Regions from separate parts of the Mus musculus genome. Here region 1 is linked to region 2. A link is a contact called in public HiChIP or PLAC-seq data. All regions are on one chromosome and are shown on one strand. The core of a region is the stretch at or near the end of the contact, and the rest is flanking DNA. Distances in the headings are between cores, read along the strand shown. Region 1 holds the start of Tex261 (testis expressed gene 261). Region 2 holds the start of Dysf (dysferlin).

Region 1 (2,700 bases), core at 136-2,635, 240 kb before region 2:
AAGTAGCTGCAGACTTTAGGCGACTGAAAGGTGAACTTTTCTGTCCAAAGGTATCCTCCCCCCCCCCCCCCCCCGCACCTCAGTCTTCCTCACAGCCTCTCTAACAGGGACAGGGACCAAGTCTTCAGGAAAAGAAACCTCCATGAGGGAAGAGAAAGGGCTGGACATTCTCCCTTAGGACAAATGACACTGAGTGGAGAGAGGGCAATAGCTAACTAAGCGTTACAAACTGTCCTTATTGTCCCTATAAGTTCTAAGCCTGGGCTGGGATTGGGGACCTGGTGTTAGAGACCGTGGACACTGTGAGACAGACACAGGAAAGCGAAGCCATGAATACCTATCAATGAAATATCTGCACTGTCACCTTAAGGAATGGCAGTAGGTTGTGAAACTATGCCACCTGAGGCTGGAGGGCCAGGGGTGATCTGGACCCAGGAGTGCAGACTGCAGGGCAGGGAAGCAAGTGGGACACCCTCAGATCCTGGGTTCTCAGCACCAAAACAGCCCCAGCTCAAACAGTCCCCACTTCCTGTTTCTGATGTAGGGCAAACAAGCCCTGGGTGACTACTCCAGGGAAAAGCGGCCACTTACCCAGATCATGTATTTGATGATTCGGCTGGTGGCCACCGTGTACTCTTCTATCAGCTCTGCAAGGTAGTACAGTCCAGCCGCTGGGTAGGAGAAGGGGGTCCCAGAGGGAGGGGGACAAACAGGAAGAGATCAGCCAGGGACACTCCCACCAGCCTGCTCATCCTGTAGTCCCCCACCAACCCTCCTCAGACTCCAGGAAGTCGGGAACAAGCCAAAGCACCCCTGGGATGTCCTTCTCATCTGCACAAGTAGATAGAACTTTGCCAAGACAACTGTAGAAATATTGGATTTGACCGCACAGCATAAAGTTAACCTCTGTTCCGGGAACCTTAAACTTCACTCGTCAATCAACACCTGCAGAACACTTAGTTTACAGGCCGGGTGCTGTACACTAGCACACAGCCGGGTGAGACAGACAGGGGCCTTCCCCCTGTCCCAGCTGGAGGGGACAGGCTGAGTAGGGAGCTCAGGGCTCCAAGAGCAAGGATGCGTCTCGGGAACCAAGCATCCCCACCGGAAGGTTCCGCAGAGGTCCAGTAGGACCAGCTCGGGGTCGTCAGCGCCCAGCTGCAAAGAGCAGCAGCGGTTGGCGGCTCGGGGCATCGGGGCGCGCGCGGCCCGGGTCAGCGCTCTCACCGACGGCCAGAGTGATGAATGCCACCTGGATGAACAGCGACAGCCAGCTCAGCACGTACATGAACCACATGGCGCCCCCCGGGCCGCCGGGACGGGCCTGCGCGGTCCGGCTCCCGCGACACTGAGCGGCCGCCGCCGTGCTGTCCCCGCCCAGAGGACGCCGAGAGGAGCAGGGCGGAGCGCCGCGGCCCCTGCGCCCCCGCCAAGCCCGCGAGCGCCGCTAACCGGCTCGGAGGATCGAAATCGCGCTGCACCCGGTACGGAGCGCCTACACAGAGCCCAGATTGATTGGAACCAATCCTGGCTCAAGCCTGCTCCGCACAGCCTTGGATCCTAATTTTCTGGGAGAGGAAGATTCCCTTCTCTCAGGTCACACACTAGGAAGCCGCATAATCTGGAATCCCAGGTGCCTTTAAATGGTCACCTTCAGCCTTAACTCTCCCTCTAGGCTGAGGTCTTTTGCAATGCAGGTCTTCACTTTTGCGTGGGGACTAAAGCAACAGCTAAGCACTGACTGTACTTGCGACACCGCAGGTAATCATCTGAGAGAGCACCACCTAGTGGCTGACACAGGTAAGCTCAGAGTGCCAACAAGCCTCTTATCTCAAACAAACTTTTTGTTTGTTATTTTCAGAAAGGGAGGGTCTCATAGCTCAGGCTGGCCTTTGAACTGTCAACTCTCCCATCTCCAGCTCTCAATTGGTAGGGTTTCAGATGTGTGGAGTCTCCGTACTAGGGCAAAATATAACTTTGGTTTTGGTTTTGTCTGTTTTGATTAAGGGTCTCTATGTAGTCCTGCAACCTGCTATGTAAATCAGGCTAACCTTGAACTCACAGAGACCAGCCTGCCTCTGCTTTATCCCAAATCCTGGGATTAAAGGTGTAGAAACATCATGCAAAGATCTTTTCTTTTTTTGAAACAGCCTTATGTGCCTCCAGGCTGGCCTTGGTGACACTAAGTAGTTTTGAGTGCTGGAATGGTAGATATTATATGTTAAGGACTAGGTACAATATTAAGGCCTAGGTAACTGTCACCTGGCCAGCCTGCCATTATAAGGAAACTTGCTCATGTTTCTACTGTTACTAGGAAACTTTCTAATGCCAGGATTGGTTATGTATTCTGTTTTGTTCTGTGCCCTGGGAAACCAATCTAAATAGAAATGCTTTGCATGGTTACTCACAGCAAGTTTGGGTCTGAAGTGACCATCCAACAATACTTTCTGCACCTGACTATAAGCTTTTATGGGATTTGCTGTTATAAGCTGCCCCTGGGATGAACCCCAACATAAGAGATATAAGAAACTATTTAAAATAAGACCCCCCCTCCATTTTGAGTAGGGGTCAAGTAAAGTTTAAGTTCCCAAGACTTCCCTGGGAACTGACTTCCTAATTGGCAGAGAGAGACAGGTATGTGGGCAGCTGACATCCTGGTTAACAAGTTAAGATATGAATTTTAGTCAAAACAAGTCCCAT
Region 2 (2,700 bases), core at 89-2,588:
GAGTGGATCTGCAAAGGAAGAGCAAGAGACAGCACTCCAGTCAGAGTGAACAGCGCATCAGAACCCAAAGGGTGCTGGCCTGGCGCTTTTTTTTTTTCCCCAAGATAGGATTTCTCTGTAGTTTTGGCTGTTCTGGAACTTACTCTGTAGAGCAGGCTGGCCTTGAAGTCACAGAGATCTGCCTGCCTCTGCCTCCTAAGTGCTGGGATTAAAGGTGTGTGCCACCAAATGGTTTACATTTCTTTTAAAAATAATTATTTATGGAGAACCTGCTCCATCAGGATCTTTTTGTTTCCTCCTCCTCCTCCTCCCCTTCCTCCTCCCCCCGCCTCTTCTTTTTCTTCTTTGGCCATATTTTCAAGCAGAGCCCATAGGCTCTTTTTGGTGGTGTGTTAAGATTTGAAAGCATGACTGAATAGTTCAGGAGAGTAGAGGAGGAAATGGAAATAGAGTTTGGAGGCTCTTTCAAAAGGTAATGCAAAAAGAGCGTGTGGTTGGCGTTTAGGCTGAGTGGTGTGGTTCCCACATGTGTGTGCTGTCAAGAGAGAGGGAGACTGGGCAACTTGAGAATCGCTGTCTGACCGCTAAGCATCCACATAAGCAGAGTTGGTTGTCTGCCCTGCCAAGTCATACAGGGAGCAGGTGTGGAGGGCACGAGCAGGATATCCCCTCTGAAAGTGTTGTGTCCCTCAAAATGAAAAGGGCCGGGACCATGCCCCCGCCCCACCCCCATTTACCTGCTGGAGTGTGTGGGGGTGGAGGTGGGGAAGAGAAGCTTGGGTGCTGTTGGGAAGGATCTTCCTAAGCTGTTACAGGATCAGACAACACACAGATGCGTGCTCAGGACTGGAATGACTTAAGGGTCGTGACTTTAGCAACTTTCTCAACCTTGGAGGGTGAAGAGTGCAAAGATTGTTGCAGTGGAGAACTGCAGGAAATCGAATGGGCAGCGACTGGGAACGTAGTGTGATTTGAGTTAGACCTCAACAACTCTAGGTGTCGCCAGGAGATTTCCGTGGCAGCTCACTAGCAGTTGTGCCTGGGTCACTGGGCACACAGTGCGCACTTATTCGGCGTTTACTGCGAGACTCTTTGGACCCGCGCTACCCCAGGCAACAACCCTGCCCTGTTCTTGCCAGCCACTCATCCAGTACCTCGCAGCAGCGTTTCCTTCTCTGGAGACCCTCAGAACAAGGCACCAGTGCCTGGTCCAGAGTAATTCCTTGCTCCTCCTTGGCCACCGCCCTGAGGGCGGACCCAGGCCGGGATGGAAGGAAGGATCCGCCCCCTGGGTGTACCTTATCCCACGCGCAGCCTCGCATTCTAAGCTGACCAAGTCTCCGCGGAGGCGCAGCAGAATCAACTGCTCTCTTGGCATAGCCATCCTGGATCTGAACTCTGGCAGGGCAGTAGTGACTGAGTCCTAAGCTCCTACTCCCTCTCCGTCCCACGCGCCTGGGCTGCGGAGCCATGCTCTGTTGCTTGCTGGCAAGGGCCAGCAACCTCCCCAATGTGAAGAAGGACCGGCGCAGCGATCCAGTTGCCAGCCTGATTTTTCGAGGTGAGAGTCCTGAAGCCACTTCATTCAGGCTTGGGTACCATCCGTTTGTTTCTCTGCATCTAGCTTTGGGGTCTGTGGGCCCAGATCAGACCAGGAATCCCGCCCCAGGACTGACAGCAAGGAAACAGCAAATGTTACAGAGTTTAGGAAAACTGGAAGTACTGTTCTAGGCCAGGAGTTATTACTTTCCCAAGACAGTACTCAGAAGGAAGAAAGGCTGGATAGTGGGCACAGGGTGGGTTGGAAGACGCAGAGGGTAGCGGTGTAATCAGGGCCACCACATAACTGAACTGGTTTGTGAGCGTTTTAATAGTGCTCTTTGAAAGTTACCGTCCCATCCATCTATCCATGAATCTGACTGAACACTGTCCGTTTGAATGGCCAAATCTCAACCAGAAGGAAGAGGAACTGAATACTATGGATGTGGCTTTGTCGCAGGAAGTCTGAGGAGTGTCTGGGATGTGGGATGCTTTCCAAATTCAAGTTGCTAAGTCTTGTGCTGCTTAGACCAGAAAGGGTTTCTCTGCTGAGACTACTTCTTCCTCCACATATCTGGCCCTTTCACTATGGCTTCAGGCAGATTCCCAAGGGAGGGGTGTCTCAGGAGGGGAAAGGGAAGAGGAAGGACCTGTCAAAATGAGAGAAGGGACAATAGTGGTGAGTCAGGACCCCAGTTCTGCAGAGAGAGATAAATAAGGAGAGGAGAGAGGGCTTCCTCTCACCAGGAGCTGTACCCCGGGGCTCTGCGGAAAATATATTTAAAAAGGAGAGCAGCGTGTAGAGAAACTGAGGCACGGCTTGTCACAAAAGTGTTAACCTTTGTGACAACAGTGGGGACATCAGGATTCCAAGGGTTTGTCCACTTTACATGCAGCCCCACCCCCAAATAATATGAGAGACAGGGACTGAGCTGAGCTCCAGATCACGTGTTTGTTCTTGGTCTCGGGTGGTCGCGGGTGACTATCCGGCTGATTCTTTTGCAAAGTGTGATTTGAAACATCCTAGGCCTCCCTGGTGTTTCACTGGTCAGGCTTGCCAGGGTGTTCCTGATGTCAGGAAACTTTCAGCAGGGTTCTTCCTTCTTTCTCCCCTGACCGTCTCTCAGCTGTCGCCCAGACTTTCACTATACGGAAATTGTT

What was found. HiChIP or PLAC-seq counts read pairs in DNA pulled down with a chosen protein or histone mark.
Region 1: a contact with region 2 is called in an H3K27ac HiChIP or PLAC-seq map of embryonic stem cells, with 2.1 times the contacts expected there. The contact joins the promoter of Tex261 here to the promoter of Dysf in region 2. A contact is called at or near these places in 1 of 39 promoter capture datasets (pre-B cells) and 2 of 115 datasets of contacts at active chromatin or transcription factors (embryonic stem cells and pancreatic cancer cells).

What each region holds. Positions count from the first base shown.
Region 1 is chr6:83,774,427-83,777,126 of GRCm38.p6, forward strand. Tex261 (testis expressed gene 261) reads right to left here and starts at 1,386. Exons shown (of 6, transcript NM_009357.2): 1 at 1,228-1,386; 2 at 592-671. The coding sequence starts at 1,297. It overlaps Gm52907 (predicted gene, 52907), which reads left to right and starts at 1,509. Exons shown (of 2, transcript NR_168047.1): 1 at 1,509-1,800.
Region 2 is chr6:84,018,048-84,020,747 of GRCm38.p6, forward strand. Dysf (dysferlin) reads left to right here and starts at 1,339. Exons shown (of 55, transcript NM_021469.3): 1 at 1,339-1,561. The coding sequence starts at 1,471.